Linked DNA regions of Gossypium hirsutum: all the other regions are linked to region 1. A link is a contact called in public Hi-C data. All regions are on one chromosome and are shown on one strand. Each heading gives the region's core, a stretch centred on a gene start, on an enhancer-like site or on the middle of the called end of the contact. The rest is flanking DNA. Distances are from core to core; before and after follow the strand shown.

Evidence for each region. Hi-C and Micro-C count contacts between places; a contact is called where the count stands out from the background.
Region 2: a contact with region 1 is called in a Hi-C map of leaf, with 2.0 times the contacts expected there. The contact joins the enhancer-like site here to the promoter of LOC107913663 in region 1. A contact is called at or near these places in 2 of 34 Hi-C or Micro-C datasets (both in leaf).
Region 3: a Hi-C map of leaf shows a contact between it and region 1, with 2.5 times the contacts expected there. The contact joins the enhancer-like site here to the promoter of LOC107913663 in region 1. A contact is called at or near these places in 5 of 34 Hi-C or Micro-C datasets (callus, hypocotyl, leaf and 1 more).
Region 4: a Hi-C map of leaf shows a contact between it and region 1, with 3 times the contacts expected there. The contact joins the promoter of LOC107911450 here to the promoter of LOC107913663 in region 1. A contact is called at or near these places in 2 of 34 Hi-C or Micro-C datasets (fibers and leaf).

The regions. Positions count from the first base shown.
Region 1 is chrD11:35,879,869-35,882,386 of Gossypium_hirsutum_v2.1, reverse strand. It overlaps LOC107913663 (glutathione S-transferase F8, chloroplastic), which reads right to left and starts at 1,258. Exons shown (of 3, transcript XM_016842313.2): 1 at 796-1,258; 2 at 674-722; 3 at 1-579. The coding sequence starts at 948. The coding sequence ends at 122.
Region 2 is chrD11:36,535,289-36,537,806 of Gossypium_hirsutum_v2.1, reverse strand. No RefSeq gene overlaps it. Among protein-coding and RNA genes, the nearest start is that of LOC107911450, 66 kb to the right of the region's middle. Within about 2 kb of position 1,261, at least 9 of the 9 cell types and tissues checked have an H3K27ac peak or open chromatin away from gene starts, as enhancers often do. A contact at or near this core is called in leaf, where this site is marked.
Region 3 is chrD11:36,510,121-36,512,638 of Gossypium_hirsutum_v2.1, reverse strand. No RefSeq gene overlaps it. Among protein-coding and RNA genes, the nearest start is that of LOC107911450, 40 kb to the right of the region's middle. Within about 2 kb of position 1,263, at least 1 of the 9 cell types and tissues checked has an H3K27ac peak or open chromatin away from gene starts, as enhancers often do. A contact at or near this core is called in leaf, where this site is marked.
Region 4 is chrD11:36,469,705-36,472,222 of Gossypium_hirsutum_v2.1, reverse strand. It overlaps LOC107911450 (fra a 1-associated protein-like), which reads left to right and starts at 1,259. Exons shown (of 2, transcript XM_016839271.2): 1 at 1,259-1,524. The coding sequence starts at 1,346.

The DNA of each region.
Region 1 (2,518 bases), core at 9-2,508:
CCATCATCTCGAAAAGTAAACAACAAAGGCAATAACAAGAAGGAATTACAGCAAATCCCTCATAGAGTTTAACAACAAGAGTAGCATGTAGGAAAAGGCGAGCTAACAGAGCAAGGCTGTATCAACTGCTGTGCTTCTGCATATCAACGACCTTTTTCCAGGAATCACGGCTGGAAATCTCAGCCCACCACCTCCCTACATTTTTCTTGGAAGTGAATAGCTCACCCCTATCAGTAGCATTCACCAAATAATGTGTGTTAGGCAAGTGGGAAAGATCTGCCAATGAAAACTCATCCCCGGCCAAGAACCGACTTTCTCCTAGCCTTTTCTCGTACACCTCCAGCGCTTTAGCCAGCTTATCGTGGTTTTGGTTGATCAAGGATTGGTCTTGCTTAATCTTCATTCGGGGTGCAAATGCAAGTTGGAATACCAGAACTGAGCTTGGGGGGTTAAAGCTCTGCCCTTCTGCCTCCAACCATTGATCTATTGAAGCTTTCGCCAACGGGTTGCTCCCATACAATCCCTTGTTCCCCTTCTCTGCATACTTTTCACATACATACCTACAAATCGCCCGTGACTCTACAAAATTCAATTTCCCAAATCAAAATCTTAGCCACAATACTCAAACAAAAAGTACCAACCACAAAATGCAAGTTCGGGAATGATTGATTACCAAACAGGGAGGTGCTTTCGTCTTGAAATGCCGGTACTTGACCAAAGGGCTGTCGAAGCCATGAATTAAAATAGTTTAGCTCAATTTCAGGAAGCAGATAATTCATTCATATATGTATGTACCTGGATCTTGAGGAAATCAGGACTTTTGTGCTCGCCCTTGGACATGTTAACGGGAATAAGCTGGAATTGAACATCTTTCTCAATGAGACAAGCTAAGACCCTAGACACAGCAGTAGACAATGGGGGGCCATGCACTTTCACCGGAGTTGCCATTTGGAAGTGCCGTCTACTTTGTCCTGCGTTAACACACTCCACCCATATAAAAGGATCTTGCACCTAATCCACTACCCACTTTATCCCTTGCTTAACGAGTGGAGTTAAGTGGGTCCACCTAGGACATAATCTCATAAAGAGGGTGTTTTGTACCTACAGCATTTTAGGCTCCATTGGGCTAAGTTTGGGTCTTGAAAATACTTCAAGACATGGACTACAAAGAGAAATATTGGCTGCTACTCTGGAAACCCTTTGCTCTGTGATTTTTGTTTTCTTTTTATGTTTTTATTATGCTTTTGGTTCTATTGCTTTATCAAAAATACCCGCAGGCTTATGTCGGTTTAAATCTTACAACTATCATTTGATAAGTGTTTGCATGCATCTTCTCATAGACAGTTACAATAGATGCTCGCAACGGTACATTATAACTAACTAGGTTATGATGTTGGTAAAAAATTAATTTATATAAAAGTAAAAATGAGCTAAGTTTTAGTTGAAATGATAAAAAATACACATTAAAGCCGCTGATCCACTACATATATTATGTTGCTCCACTTCTACCTATTATTATTACAGCGTACAATGGCATTGGTACCTTTGTCTTTAAACGTTAGGAAGGTAAATCTAATGAGAAGAAGTTTACCTTGTGTATCTCGGATGTTGCTTGTAAATGATAGCTACATTATCAAATGCAATAAAATATAGCAAGCCCCCAAACATATACATCTGATGGAATATCTGATTCAGCTCCTCCAAGTAATATCTCTCGTTTTCATTCAAAGGCGGACAAAATGCTGTTGAATTTCCACCATGCTGGAGGGTTTTGTAAGAACGGTAGTAGCTGTATCTCCATGAACGAACTTACAGCTACTGCCGTTCTTACACCCTTCAGCAAAGTACAAATAAGGCTTCAGGTCTTCACCCCGAGAAAATCTGCCGATGGAACCCACTGCGGCGGCCAAGTCGTTTGGGTTTTGCTGTGGGTGTGGGGTTGGGATGAAAGGGTGTTTAAAACGGGAGGAAGAGCCATTGCAATTGAATGGCTAGCAGGCGTGTTAACTATAAATGGAAAAACAAATCAAATGGAGAAATGAGATACAGACGCTGGAAGTGGAATAAGAGTTGTTGGCAATCAACGTCTATCTTTTTAATAATCTCATTTGACCCCTCAACTTTCATCTCATGTACAATGCGGTACCTATAAGCCCAATTTGATACCTGTGCTATTTCTGCTGTGTATGAATGTACCCAAAGGCTATAACATTGTTTAATTTACACATTGCATTCACAACAATGAATGAAATATGTCGCGGTTTTGAATTTTGAATATAATTTTTACATGTTGATTAAATTTGATAAATTTCTTTTTATTTCTATTTTTAAGAAATAAACAAAACTTCAAAAAAACTTAAAAAAAATCAAACTTATTTTTTGAAAATTAAACGGTAAAAATTATATTCAAAATCTAAAACTTATCATATAATGACGTGTAAATTAAATAATGTTGAAGCTTTGGTTACATCAATATATGGCGGAATAGAAAATTCGACATTTTCTTTATACATATACT
Region 2 (2,518 bases), core at 12-2,511, 660 kb before region 1:
TGTTAAACTAAAATGAGAACTACTTAATTTTCGTTCGGGCAATCAAATGACTCAATTACATCCTGTAAGTGAGTTCGTATCAACTTGTGTGCTAATAAACTCTGCCATAGATCCCATAGCTTCCTGAAGAGAGACTCGTGAACTACCCGTAGGTTTAAATCTTCCCCTATGCCTGCAAATAGATTTAATTACCGATTTCCCATTATGCCACTTTCTTTTCGGCTTTCAACACCATGCCCTCTAGAAATACTAGAAGGATTCCTATGCGCCATTAATAATCCTTTCCCCATTTTGGATTTGGAATTTTTATCCAAATTCTCCTTGAAAGTAACTATTGTATGTCTTTTAAGGTCAAGGACATTAGCAATTAAAGTCACTTTTACCCTATGCCGTCCTTCGAAAGTAGGATTCACATGTAAGGAGATTGCCTTATCTTTTGGAAGAGAAATTGGAGCAGTTGGGTTTTTTTGCACCAATCCGTTGCCTCATTTGAACCCAAATCCAAGGAAATAGGATTTTGACCCATTACCTACTATGACCCACTATTTTCCTGCGGATAGCCCACTGCCTACTGGGGCCCAGGACACTTAGGCGTGAGGCTTGTTGGTTGTTGCGATTCAGCACCCTCATGCGACACGCCTTCAACTCGCGCCGAATTCTGGCCAAACGCCCCCAGCTCCTGCCCAGCGTAAATCTCCCCCAAAAGCCCTGATTTATTTCCTCACTGTGGCCCAACTGACCCTCATCTAATTTTCCTCCAACCGCCAACCCATTCATCAATTCCAGCCCCTTGCCTTTTAAATTTTTAAGAAAGGCAACCTTATTAAACCTAATATTCCCTAGTCCCTTAGTTGGTGCCCCCATATCTGCCATTTGAGCCTCCATATCTAGAAAGGACAAAGCTCCAAATCTAGAACCTTCCAAAAATTCCCCCGAAATTTTTGCTTTAAGCCTACGATTTTCGTCCTATTTGCGTTGAAATTTAAGTTTGACCACCATCCACGGATCGAAGGCTCAAAATCCACTCGTTGTAATCGACCGTTGACTCAAACTTGCGAGGTTAGAGGTTTCTCTTGATCAACAACCACAGCCATATGAGCAAACTACCCCCTCGCACCACACTCCATTTAATATCAAGTTTTACCACTTTCCCACTTAAACTTTTAATCTCTTCTAATATTTTCTTTTGGTATAGGAACCCTGGCAGACCCGAAAAGCGAATCCAGGCTAATACCCTATTTGGGAAAGGTCTCGATGGGTCAAAGCCCACCGTCCATAGTTGAACTATGAGATGGTGCCTAGAAGTGCTCATGGGCCGGGCCAGGCCTGGAAAAAAATTTCAGCTCGATTCCTAGGCCCGGGCCCGGCTCGGCCCGAAATATGGGTTTGAGATTTTTCTCAAGCCCGGCCCGTGGAAAAAATATAAAGCCCGGCCCGTCTTTTTTCTTAAAACTAATTGTTATTAAAATTAATTGTTATTAAAATTATATCAAATATCAAATTATATTTTTTTTGTATATAATGAACAAAAAAATAAAATAAGATTACTTAAAATGTTAAAGCTCAACCTTTTTTTATTTTAAAAGTTTTACTTAAAATAAAATAAGTTTTATTTTAAATTTAATTTGGCAGTTGAAAGGGCCGGGAGCTCAACATTGTTTGATTCCAATCAGTAAATTCCAATGGCTATGTAGAGAACATTGCTACAGAAACAAATGTAAAAAAGAATGGCTATGCATAATATTACATTACATGAATTATATGCAGATAATATAAATGTAGAGAACATTGCTACAGAAACAAATTTCAATGGATATACATTGAAGATGAGTAACAAATCTAAAAGGCTTTAGCATATTGGGAATACTTTGAATAACATTAGAGAGACAAATCAGTCGATAATCAGAGCCTATACGTTGAAGATGAGCCACAGAAGAATCAAGAAACAAATCAATCCAATCTGCATTACAAATGAACCATCTAGAAATTGGAAAAGTGATCCCCTAATCCAAGTGAAAGATGACCTTTTATAACCCAAATCAACCATTCCATGATCAAACATAAAGTCCCAGAAAAGCACATCAATACCCAAACGCACCCTTGCCCCTCATTTTCTCTCTTCATTGGACACAAACACATTAAAATATCCTCCAAAAAGCCATGGTACATTCCCTTGAGGCCTCAAAGATACAAGATAATTCCATAACAACTTACGTTTTGAAGCGTTTGGAGTAGCATAAACAACAATAAAAAGGATACTTTATTTCATACCTTGCTTCACACGATGACAATGGACGACTTGATTTGACACCTCAACGATATCAATCATCAAATTCTCATTCTAGAGAATCCCTTTGCTTCTACTCTAAATGAACAATCAAACTTTGTTCTCCTTATTACCTCATCTACTTTTTTCCCACTTATTCTCATTTCAGGTGAAACTAAAATATCCAATTTATGATACCTCAAAATATTTTGTAAGATAGCACTGAATTTGGAGCTTGCAGCCCCTTGACAA
Region 3 (2,518 bases), core at 14-2,513, 630 kb before region 1:
AATTCTTTTATACCAATTTGAGTTTATAATAATCTAAGTTTGAAAAAAATTTAAATTCCTAATAATTTAAGTATGAGAAAAATTCAAACTCAAGAAAGTTCAAACTCAAGAAAATTTGAGTTTAAAATAACTTGAGCTTGAGGTTGACCTGGGCCCAAGATTGATCTGAGCTCAAGCATGAGATAGATCTGATTTAAAATTTGAAAAAGTTCAAATTTATAATGAAACAAACATCAATAATTAAGTTAAAATATATAATAAGTTATTGCACTTTTTATAAATTTGGAATTTAGTTCATATAATTTTATTTTCAAGAATTTAGTCTTTTTATTTTTTAATTTTTTAAATTCAAGTCCAGTTATTAATACTATTAATTTTTTTGTTAAGCTTATTGATGTGACATTCATAATTAGGTTAAAATATGTCACATTAACATACTTGTCTAGGTTGCATGCCACATGTTAGTTTCACATTGATTTTGTCAGTCACGTAAGCATCTATTAACAATTAGATTGGTCAATGAGAGTTTTCATTATCCAAAGGGCCTGGATGAGTTCTTTCTTTTCTTTTCTTTTCTTTTTTATTAAAGGCTCAATTTAGTGCATTCTTGTGAGGGTTTAATTGATTTTTTTTGCTAAGGATATTTTTACCCTTAAACCTAAATATACTAAATATTTTTTAATATTCAAAATTTAATAATAAAATAACAATGTTTCAAACCTTAATTTAGTAATATAATAAATAATAAAAATCATTTTTGTCAATTCTAATGTTTTTCAAACTCGTGACTTATATATATTAGATAATAATTCAAATAAATAAAAAGTTATATACATATCATATAATATGATTAATTATGTTTGTAAAATTATTATATATTATATAATCATAAACATTACATATAATAAATACTATGTTATATACAATATTTATATTAAAATAAAAATTTATATAAAATATTTCCTTTATATGAATCGAATTTGTATTATATTATCATTATGTAAAAGTAAATTTAATTATTACGTTTGAAACATAATTTATAGAATATCAAAATTATTTAAATTTGACTAAACTCACCCAACTCACCAATCTGAATTTGAGAAAATTCAAGACCGGAAAAATCTAAAACCAAAAGGGCCCAAGTTTGAGAAAACTCTAGCTTAAAAAAGTCTAAACCTAATAAAAGTCCAAGCCCAAAAAAACCCTAGATAGAGAATATAGCTGATCCAAATCCAAAATAATTTAAGTCTAAAATAATTCAAATACAAAGATAGTCCAACCTGAGCCCATCCAAACCATCTTCTTTGCCATCTCTAAATTTAAGAACGAATCCAATGGAAACAAATTTAAAATTTTTCATTAAGTTCTGAAAAAATACAGTGTCTACATTTATATTTTATAATTAAAATTAAATAAATACTTTTATTTATTTAATTTGAATTCTAGTTAGACCAAGCTAACCCAAGTTGATTTCCTTGTCTAAACACAACCCATAAACAAGTATAAATATAACTAAATGATAATTTAAAATAGCATTTTAATAAATTAACAATTTTATATGTTACTATTAAATATTATCCATTTAAATATTTATATTAAAAATAATTTTAACAATATTATTTTTTAAATATTAATATACAACCATTTTTTAATATTTTAAAGATTGGATTCGAAGTTGAAATCTCAACAAACAAAGTTATAAAAGTTTATTAAAATTATTGTAAAGGGATTAAATATGTATTTCCATAAAAGTACAGAGGTTAAAAACATCATTTGACCTCCTACGTATTGTAGTCGGTATTATACTTGTAGTACGTACTATTTTCGGTCAAAATTTTAGTGTGTTTTGATCATTTCGATATATTTAGGCCAATATCGATGTGTACCGACCTGTATCTATTGATACAAAATTTTGATATTTTAAACCAACTTTTAAATGTTTTTCTTAACCATTTTATATTTTCTATAATTATATACCTAATTAATAAATTTAAAACTTATATTTAGATATAAATATATTTATATGGATGTAGTTGAGATACATTTACATGTATATATAATATATAATTTATTTATTTTTACCAAAATAATATATAATTTAAATAAATATTAGACTACAAATGTATATGTAAAACATATTTAAATAAATAATTTATCAAGAAATTAAAAATTAAATTATCTATATGTGTGAAAAATATATTTAAAAGCATCAACAAATCCGAAACCATACACCAAAACATGCCTACGATCTAAAATAAAAATAATATATCTACTGACACAATATTGAGTAATTTACTCCTATATTTTAAGCCAAAAAAAAAAATCCAAATATCTATGTAAAAAAATTTGTTGACCAAGTTCACCACATCAACAAGGCGAATGTTAAGTAGACAGGTCAATTTCCAAAATCATGAGATATAAGGATCAGCATTACTCTAAAGGGACTAATTCTACGACCTAAATAAAGTAAAGAAATTATTCATATGATTTGACGAGCTTTTATTGAATTAATTTGCAG
Region 4 (2,518 bases), core at 10-2,509, 590 kb before region 1:
GAGTCTTTGGTAATAATATAAAAATGTTCCCATCGACGATATTGAACTAGAGGCCAAATTTCTTTACATTGAATCATTGACGGTTCAAACCCCCATTCTTCGAGGAACAACATCCTTTTAATTTTTAAAAAGTATTTTTCGACGTTTTATTTGAAAAGTTTAAGGGAATTGCAAAATTTTTTATTTGATGTTGTCACTTCCTTTACCATCGCCTTTGGATTTCGGCGTCTTCTTCAATGAATAGCGCCACTCTTTCGATTCCTCGAAGCTCAAAGCCGGAAAACCTTTGAGTTCCTATTTGCCACCATTTAGATTGGCACCATCCTGCGAGCTTCCAAGTTTCTTGCTTATCTGCCGCCATTTACATCGTCTTTCATAAACTCTTATAGACTCAAATAATTCGTTGTCAGGGGAAATGGCTATGATGTTCTGAAATTTTTATTTTTTGAATTTAAAGCTAACTTTGGTTTTGATGATTAGTGGCATGAGAAGATGAATTAATACTAGCCAATTTTTTAGCTTTTATTTCTGAAAAATGGGTATGGAATTGGGAACATCAATTTCTTTAAAAGTAACGTTTCAGGTATCAAAACCATAAGAACGATGGACTTGAATACTGGCCAAAGTCTGGAACATCAATTTTCAAATTTTAATATTTATTTTATTTTATTAAAATTTACTACTTTTTAATTTTTCATAATTGTTAAATTATTCATAATGTTTATTATTTTTACAGTTGTTTTTAATAATTTTATGATTTTAATATTTTTTCAATTTTTTATAATGTTTAATAACTTATACAAAAAAAATTCTGTAATTTTGCTATTTTTTTCAATTTTGTAACATGTTATTCCAAATTTTGAAAATAAAATTTACATTTTTCTTAATGATTTTTTAACTGATGAACGCCCAGTCAATGGCCACATCAGCAGTCAACAGCCATATTAGCGGGGTAAATGTGGCGTGCTCTAATTGGATAATGGTTTTTTTACCGCTTTCAATGGAACAAAAAGAAGCCTAAATGCCAATACGAGTGTAATTCATGGGCCAAAAGTGAATAAAGCCGAAAACACTCATTTACAAAATTGAAATTCGGGCCAATTGGTAAAAAATAAAACTGGAGAATAGCAAGTGAGAAATTGTTGGGTCAATGCCTTTATCCAAAATCTCAACCATTCAGGCTCAATCATATCATTTTTTGGGCCGGTCATCACCACATTCCACAGGCAGTATAACAGTATCGCTTCCCTTGCCGCAAACGAAACGTAACAGCGAAATATATAATAGTAAGGTCTAGAAACAGCATCGCACAATAGAGAGAGAAAGTAAAAAAAGAAGAAAGAAAATGGGTTGGGTGTGGAAAGACGACCCAAACGACGCGGTTAAATCCGCCACTCTCGACGGCGATCATTGCTCTACCCGAAAGGTGATCCAATCGAAGTGCAAGAACGAAGAAGTCGAGCCTGGAAAGTTCATTCGAAAGTGCGAGAAAACTGAAGAAGTTCTTAGAGAATGCGTTGGAAGGTAAAACCAATCCCAACGTTTAACTTCTCCTTTTTATATTTGATTATTACTGCAAAATTTTTAATGTAAAATTCTCAATCTGTTGTAATCATCAGAAAATATTAGCCCTAATTTTACGTTAACTAATTGAATTACGTAAACTTGATATGCACAATTATTGTAATTGTATGAGGTTACGTTTGAGATATTGGATTTTAAAAAATAGTGAAGTAGTGCGATAAATATAATTGGAACATTTATGATTTTTTTAAAATCAAATCATGATCTTGTATGCTTTTATACGTTTCAAATATATAATCATATCGAATATTAAGCTGATTTATACCTAAAATGTGCATTTGGTTTAGCAAATGAAATCCAAATCCAAAATTTCAAAGTTTATGTTTCTAATCATAGACTTTTTTTTTTATGATTCGGGTTCCTTAGTTCTCTAGATTTTTTTGAGGCATTTTCTATAAAATTTCTATCTAGAAACTAACAAAATATCAAACAATGTATCCAATGAAATTATAAAAATAAGTTAGTAACCCTCAACCTCAGTTTAAATGTTTTTTATTCCTTGCGAGAGCTTGTTCCTTGTGGATTATGACCTGCACCAAAATGAAAATGCTAGGAGAAAAGAAATGTCTCAACAAAATATGACAAAAACAGATAAGGTTTTTAGGATTTAAGGGTTTTAAGGTTTAAGAATTTTGAGAGATTTTGAAAAGGTTTAGAAGTCATGGGATGTTTAGGTTTTAGTTAAAAGTGTTTTGGGTTTTAAAAGAAGGTGTTTTAAGGTTAAAAATTGGGTAAGATTAGGTTTTACTCAATCAGGTTGTACGATGGGTTGGGTCGACCTTACAAAAAAATTGTAGTGATGTCGCGACACAGGATTTCTGTGTTGCGACATCAGGGTTCGATATTGCGACACAGTCTGAAATTATAGAACCTACGTATACTGACTTATATGTAGCGACATAGAGGTGTTGTGTCGTGATGTCGTGGTGATTTT